2 separate regions of the Zea mays genome follow, and region 1 is linked to region 2. Evidence: chromatin contacts called from public Hi-C data. All regions are on one chromosome and are shown on one strand. Each heading gives the region's core, a stretch centred on a gene start, on an enhancer-like site or on the middle of the called end of the contact. The rest is flanking DNA. Distances are from core to core; before and after follow the strand shown.

What was found. A called contact is a pair of places that touch in the nucleus more often than the background predicts.
Region 1: a Hi-C map of endosperm shows a contact between it and region 2, with 2.3 times the contacts expected there. The contact joins the promoter of LOC103647803 here to the promoter of LOC100281873 in region 2. A contact is called at or near these places in 2 of 25 Hi-C or Micro-C datasets (endosperm and tassel).

What each region holds. Positions count from the first base shown.
Region 1 is chr2:215,943,777-215,947,289 of Zm-B73-REFERENCE-NAM-5.0, reverse strand. It overlaps LOC103647803 (zinc finger protein 7), which reads right to left and starts at 1,840. Exons shown (of 1, transcript XM_008672311.4): 1 at 779-1,840. The coding sequence starts at 1,532. The coding sequence ends at 978.
Region 2 is chr2:215,351,311-215,354,848 of Zm-B73-REFERENCE-NAM-5.0, reverse strand. It overlaps LOC100281873 (exodeoxyribonuclease V), which reads right to left and starts at 2,260. Exons shown (of 2, transcript NM_001154793.2): 1 at 1,093-2,260; 2 at 466-967. The coding sequence starts at 2,091. The coding sequence ends at 884.

The DNA.
Region 1 (3,513 bases), core at 591-3,090, 590 kb before region 2:
ACTTTGGACCCTCTTGCCCCTGTTAACTGAAAGGCAGAGCTCGTGCCATGTTCTTTCCAGAAAAAAAATGACAGACATCAATTGTACAGTAGTTTGCTATATAGGCTCCAATTGCTCATTTGTCAAGCATACAAGCAACAATTGCATGAGATTTGGCTTCATTGAATCAATTAGCTATTTTAAGGTCCTGTTTGACACAACTTCATGAGTGCAGTGACTTTTTTTTCCAGATACTCTTTTTTTTTTGCAAACAACTTCATGAATTAAGTTTCTTAAAGCATGCTCTCACAAAGAAATAAGGTAAGGTGAAGCTAAAAATAGCTTTTCGCAGATTCACCTCCACTTGTGGGGTTTGTGAGAACATGTTTTAAGAAAATCTATATAAAAAGTTGTTTTGCCCTTAGAAGCCGGGAATGTGGCCACGTTCCTCGTTCCGGGAACGTTCGTCCATCCTGGAAATATGGGAACAATCTCATTCCCATAATGCTAAAACCTTATTTTAGTAGCATACTGCGTCCCATGTTCCTGTCCGTCGATCCCATCGAGATCCGGGAACTTGGTTACTAAGGTTTTGCCAAACGGTTCACTAAAACAGTTTTATCTTCATCGAGAAAGTTGCTCATGAAGGTGAGCCCCCCCCCCCCCCCCCCCCCACCACCACCACCCCACACACACAAAAACAACTTTGCTAGTGAAGTTGAGCTGTGCCAAACAGGGCCTAAATTTTAGCCAGTTGTAGGTTTGCAGTTGTAGATTGGTTGAATTTACACTAACTTGATCCAGTACAACCAAATTCATATAGCCTGCTGCAAGTGACAGCAGAGAAAATAAAGTTCAGTTGATGCACAAGTGTGAGGGCGGATTCAAACTTTTCATCCTCACCATGCATTTTATACTTGTTCACCCAACAGAAATTATGAAAAGATTACACTTCTCAGAAAATGCTTGTATGTAATGACCTATCTGCTTATTACAATCTACAAGCGCAGGGTCAAGTCAATATTTTTTTGCTCTATTTGCTTCTTGGACTCCTCTGAACTTGCTGTGAAGCTCCCTGTCCATACTAACCCTCCAGGTTCTTCAATTGCAAAAGGCATCCAGCTGCTCATTGGGCCTCCGTCGAATCTTGCTACAACAGCAGCAGCAGCACTTTCACCATGATCCTTGAGGATCGTGGAGTGGGAGTTCACTCTCAAAGGTTGGAGAAAGGAATCAGATGGAGGATTAAGGCCCGTCATCATCTGAAACCTGTATGGCTTTCTTGCTGCACACCTCTCCCTCTTGTGCGCATTCTGGTGCCCACCGAGGGCCTGCGAACTGAAGAACTTTCTCATGCAGTAGTTACAGGAGAAAGTCCTATGTGGAGTGGCCACTGGTTTCACCTCTCGAGGGGGCTTGGCTTCTTCACTTTTCGGCGCATCAAGACCCAGCTTCAGCCATGGTACCGCGGTACTATCATCAGCTAGACCAGCTTCGTTAGCTTGGTCTGCTGCTGACTTGTGCTCTTCCACACCATCAGGTACTCTATCCATTGCTCTCTCTTTGGAAGTAGCAGAAGAGGGGGGGGGGGTGGTCTCTGAAGTTTGGGTTATCGTTCCTCACCCTGCTTTGCTGTTGCTATAAAAAGAAGCGCATCGCAAGGGTCTGCGGGCAGCAATAATCCAGCAGAAAAAAAGGGCAAGCCCTCGGTGAAGTGGACCAGGCGGATATGCTAGTTTTGCAGTAGTGGCAAACATGGTGGTTCTTGTTATTCTTCGAGATGATATACTTGTCATGCGAAGTGACAGGCTTCAACAAACTTCAGTTTCACGTCCAGCTGATTCCCTATCAGGTTCGCACCTGCTCTAGATAGCAGCGTTACGCATTTCTATCAGGCACAGTCCTGCAACCTCGTGCAGGGCCACGACGACTGGATAGAGTTTCGCTATTCTGTGTCTGCCCTGTCGTTTGGGGAGCTATACTGCTCAGTGCTCACGTTTGGTTTTAAAACAAAACGACTTCTATACTGCATGTGGACTTTATTCAGAAGAAACATCAAGTTTTAGGTGGACTGAAGCAAGTTCTTTCCAGGTGATCTGTTTGGCTGACCCATAGCGTAGCATGCTTTACTGAGAGAGAGAGGTGCTATGCGCTATCGGTGCTTTGCTAGTCATCTTTGAACTTATCGCAACTCTCACCCATGCTCTCTTTTTGTCTCTTGAGGCTCAGGCACGGACGCTTGGCATTATTCAACACTAAAAGCCTAGCTCTCAAGCTGCACCACCACGTGAGTGGATTTCAGGTGACATGCATGCAATGCAAGCAAGTGCCGTTGCCACTTGTTGCTAGCCAAAGCCTACATGCCATTAACATTGGACAGGCAGACACTCTGGGAGGTAAAGAACAGAAGCTTTCTGCTGAGAAGCAAGTGGGTGGGTGACGCACTCAAAGCGCAAATAATGATTATGTTTTTCTCTATGCAGGATACGGCGTCTCCTTTTAACTCGTAATCGTACCCTGGCAGCGGCCCAATCCGGACGAGAGGGCGTGGCCGTTTGCGAGGCTCGTCGTGCCAGGGCACAATTATATCTGCAGCTGTGTGGTTACTCATCCTCATCTTGTTACACTTACACAGTGGTACATTTTTTTATAAATATTGTCAATTATATCTGCAGCTGTAGTCGCCAGCTGCTGAGCATGGTTTTTTGTTCCATTCCATGTGTTCTTTCGTCCATCATCTTGGGTGGACGAAATGTCATCTCTGGCTGCGAACCGGCTCTGCGAGCGACCCGGTGCGGTGTGCTGTTCCAATGCAAGTTCCATGATTTCTATTCCGATGTGCTTTGTCACAGTCTCCCCCCATGCGTACCTTCCAGTTTATATGGTCGTGTTTTGCATATTTTCTGTTTATGAAGTGGAATTTCAATTTGAAATAAGAGACCGCTGGAGGTAGAACTGTCATTCACCAAATGCGTGATCAACTGATCATGCATGCAGCACCGGAGTCTGGAGCCACCAACAGCCACGTTGGAGATTGTTGCTGACCGGGTCCATTAGCCTCGTGGGCTTTAAAGGTGGTGAGTTGTAAAGCAGGCCGTCACTCTTCAAGCCCGCAGTGCCCTACCCGCTCTAAAGCATTGGGCCACGACTCCTTTTGGGCTGAAAGGCCGACTCGCACCGGGTGGGCTTTGCCCATCCAAAAATAACCATCCTAACTTGCCGCCCCACAGTGCTGGAAACCTCGCTTCAGCTTCGGCCAGGTGATGCCACTTCTACTTCTTCTTCTTCTTCGCTGATGTAAGTTGTAATTGTAACCATAGTGCTCTACTTTTTTAGCCAAATGAAATAAGTCTATCTACCAAAAGAATCAGGCCATTTATTATAACGTAATAACAGTAACGAGTAAAATCAACTTATAACTTAATTCTAGCACTATTTAGCCATCCAATGCAAAAGGAAGAAGAGAAAAAACACGTAGTAGCCTTCTCAAATCTCAACATCTGCAGGCAGGGCGCCGTGCCGAATCAACTGTGA
Region 2 (3,538 bases), core at 1,011-3,510:
AAAAACACATGTGTATCACTATAAAAGTTTCATTAAAGTTATGACCATTATCTTTTAAAAATAAAGAGGGTAAGAAAAGACAACTAGTGTTAGGTGTTTTTATAGCTATTTAAGATAAATTTTGAACTCTGTAAGTGTAGTACTCGTTATGGGAAAGAAAGCGAGGGAGTAGTCGAGTAGTAGGTGACAAAGATGGCACTAGAATAGCTCGAGCTATCGCGATCGGTTGAACCGGTAAAGGTTGCCGATTTACCAAGTCTCACGGCCAACGAAGAACGACCCGACGGGCGCCGTTCGTGCCACGGAGCAGGGACCCGGCCGGCCGGTGCCGATGGACGACGGTCGTGGCTGGTGGGTAATAAACCGCAGCCACCACAGCGGAACCGCGGAATCATCCAATCCCGATTGCAGTTGCAGGTCCCCCCAGCCAACCCGAGAACAGAATAGAGAATACGTAGCCTTTTTCTTGCTGGTCTCCACCACAAGATCGGAAAACCAAGTTGATTTCCTGACGTAGCGCGCGCACGTACACACTGCTGCGAGCCTGCGACTAGCAGAAGCACAGAGCCCAGCCCACGCGGGCACACGCGAATTCGAAGCTTTTTTTTCGAAGTTTCGCTGCAGACACACACACACCCAAAGTGGGTGGAAAGTGGAGGCGGAAGGGGAGCAAACGGAAGGTTTGGGTGGAAGAAATTACAAGGAGACTAGATACTTCTTCGATCGTCCGGACGACATCTCGCTTGAGGAAACTGTACACTCGCTGGCGGACGCAAACACGCTGTGCTTGGTATTTACACGCGCACGCCGGCCGGCCGGACGACCGGCGCCGGCTCGTCTCGCCGAAGAAGACAAGTGGGGGGGATGATTGGGAAGGAGGCCGTCACTCCGCCGCAACCACCGCCGCTGGTCGCGCGCGGAGGCTCGGGCTCCGCGGCTGCCGCAGCATCTCGACCAGCGACTCCGCCTGCGCAATCGGGGGAAAAAACGGAAGCGCATTAGTTTGCGAGTTAAGCTGAGACGGGCGAATTGATTGGATATTTCTGTTGAATGCGGGGAATAATGCGAGACGTGGCGTGTGTGTGTGTGTACCTTGGTTTTGAGCTTGGTGCGGGCGGAGGAGGACTGGGAGAGGGCGACGAGGGGCGGGATGGCGCCCTCGCGAGCGACCATGGTGCGGTAGACGGCGTTGTCCTCGCAGATCTGCAGGAGGCAGAGCGTGGCGATCTCCTTCTGCCGCGAGGTGCCGACCTCCACCATCTCGACCAGGACGGGGATGCCGCCTTCCTCCACGGCGGCGGCTCGGCCGTCCCCGGAGCCCAGGAGGGAGTGGAGGACGTACGCGGCCTTGTCCACCATGCCGGACTCCGGGTCGGCCATGAGGTCCAGCAGGGGCCGCACGGCCCCGGCCTCCACGGCGCGCTGCCGGTTCTCGCGCGCGCCGCTGCAGAGCGCGTACAGCGCCGTGGCGGCGTCCTTCTTCCCCCGCGCGCCGCCGGTCTCGAGGAGGGAGACCAGCAGCGGGAGGGCGCCCGCGCGGCCGATGGCCGCCGCGGAGGCGCCGTCGAGCTGGGACAGCCGGAGCAGCGCGCACGCCGCGTTCTCCCGCGCGGCGGGCGACGCGGCGGACTTGAGCGCGCGCACCAGCGGCCGTATCGCCCCCGCCTCGATGATGGCCGCCTTGTTCTCGTCGCAGAGGGAGAGGTTGAGCAGCGCCGTGACGCCGTGCTCCTGCAGCAGCGGGTCCGCGTGCGCCAGCAGCCTGACGAGCGGCCGGACGCCGCCCGCCGCCGCGATGCGGACCCGGTTGTCCGGGTTGTGCTTGGCCAGCAGCCGGAGCTCCATCGCCGCGCGGCGGAGCGAGTCCAGCGACGGCGACGGGCGCTCCAGCTCCGCCACGAGCGAGGAGATGGCGTCCTCCGACGCCTCGGACGCGCAGGAGAGCAGTAGGCGGTGGATGCCCGCGGCGGGCGTGAAGGAGAGGTCGTCGCTGCCGCACTCGCTGAAGGGCTCGGAGCAGGAGGAGTCCCCGCTGTCGCTGTAGCAGCTCGTGCTGCGCCGCCGCGGCGAGGTGGACGCGTCCGACTCCATCCCCTTCGGCAGCCTCGTATTGCGCGGCTGGTCTAAGAGCTGGAGCAAATGCCGGAAGGCGAGGCGAGGAGGAGGACGGCAGAGGAGCCCGAGTGGGGAATGGAATTCGGTTCTTTGCGTTTGGAATTGGATGGGGAGGCGGGCGAGCGAGCGGTGGCGACGCGACCAGCGAATGAAATAGGGATGGGTCGGGCGGGGTTAACCCTCTCGCGTTAACTAATCCACCCTTTAACTTTTTTGTCGGCTTCATCCTCTACCGGCAACTGCTGCCGTCAGATCCATATCGACCGGTGCTTGTCCGCCTCGTGACGAGTCCAATTGTGAGACACAGCGTGGGGCGCCCCGCGCCCGCCGTTGGATCGTGCCTCGGCAGGGGACCAGACCGCCCGACGTGACACGTGAGATGGACCCCGTCCGCGCGCGTGCGTACGGGCGAGGGGTGCACGTGAGGGCGGCAGGGCGCTTGCGGGTCGGGACAGGTCCACGTTGGCGTGCACCACGCTGGGCTGTCTCGGGTGGTGGGCTGGCAGCTGGCTACTGGCTTACATGGCGTTACGGCCTTACCCTTACGGGCCCGCATAGCAGTGAGTGACTCGCCTGAGGAATCCAACCTATCCTTTACAAGCCAGCATGGAGCGTTGTTGAAGCTCTGGTCTGGATTTGGCAAAGCATTGGCATTCCAAGCCGATAGATTACCTGAGATGCAGGGAGACTACAGTGTTAGCTAACTGACTCAACATTGTGTAGTTGGCTACTCCTCCTGTAGCACCAAATCGCTGCTTGGAGTTGGAGTTAAAACTGTTTTTTTTTCTTTACTAAGGGGAACTAATATCTTTTTTGTGCTGTACAAATTGCCGTAAAGTGTCAGGCTTGTGGGGGCACAAAGTGCCACGAGGGAAATGCGATTCTGATATATTACTGTACTTGCTCTCTACTGTACGTGCCCAGTAGACCAGTAGGCCATAGAATACGAAACTACCAACTGGCAGCAGAAGCATTCGCGGACTCGCGGTCGTCTGAAAATCCCACTTAGCCCAAGATCCTACGCGTGTTCGGTGTTCCGATTCCAAATTACTAACCAATGACCGAGAACACAGGGCCAAAAGTTCACGCAACCATTGGGGTCTTTTTTGCTCGAGAACAGTTCCGCTCGCCTCTACCCAAAAGGGATCCAGCCTCCTGCACGGGGAGAACGTCTGAAACGACCACGGGCCACGGCGACCACCAAGGCACCAACCATGGATGGGTGGAGGAGCCATGGAGAGCGAGAGCAAAAAGCGACTAAGCGAGTGAGCCTTTTGCTCGCGTCACTCTACAGCGAGGTGAAGAAAGTACACCGCGCTTGACCAATGACGAGAAGAAGGGAAACAACACCAACGCAACGCCAACCAACGCGGCTGTTGCTGCCGCACGTACTCACACCGGGCTCCTGCCTCTTTAAAATTGA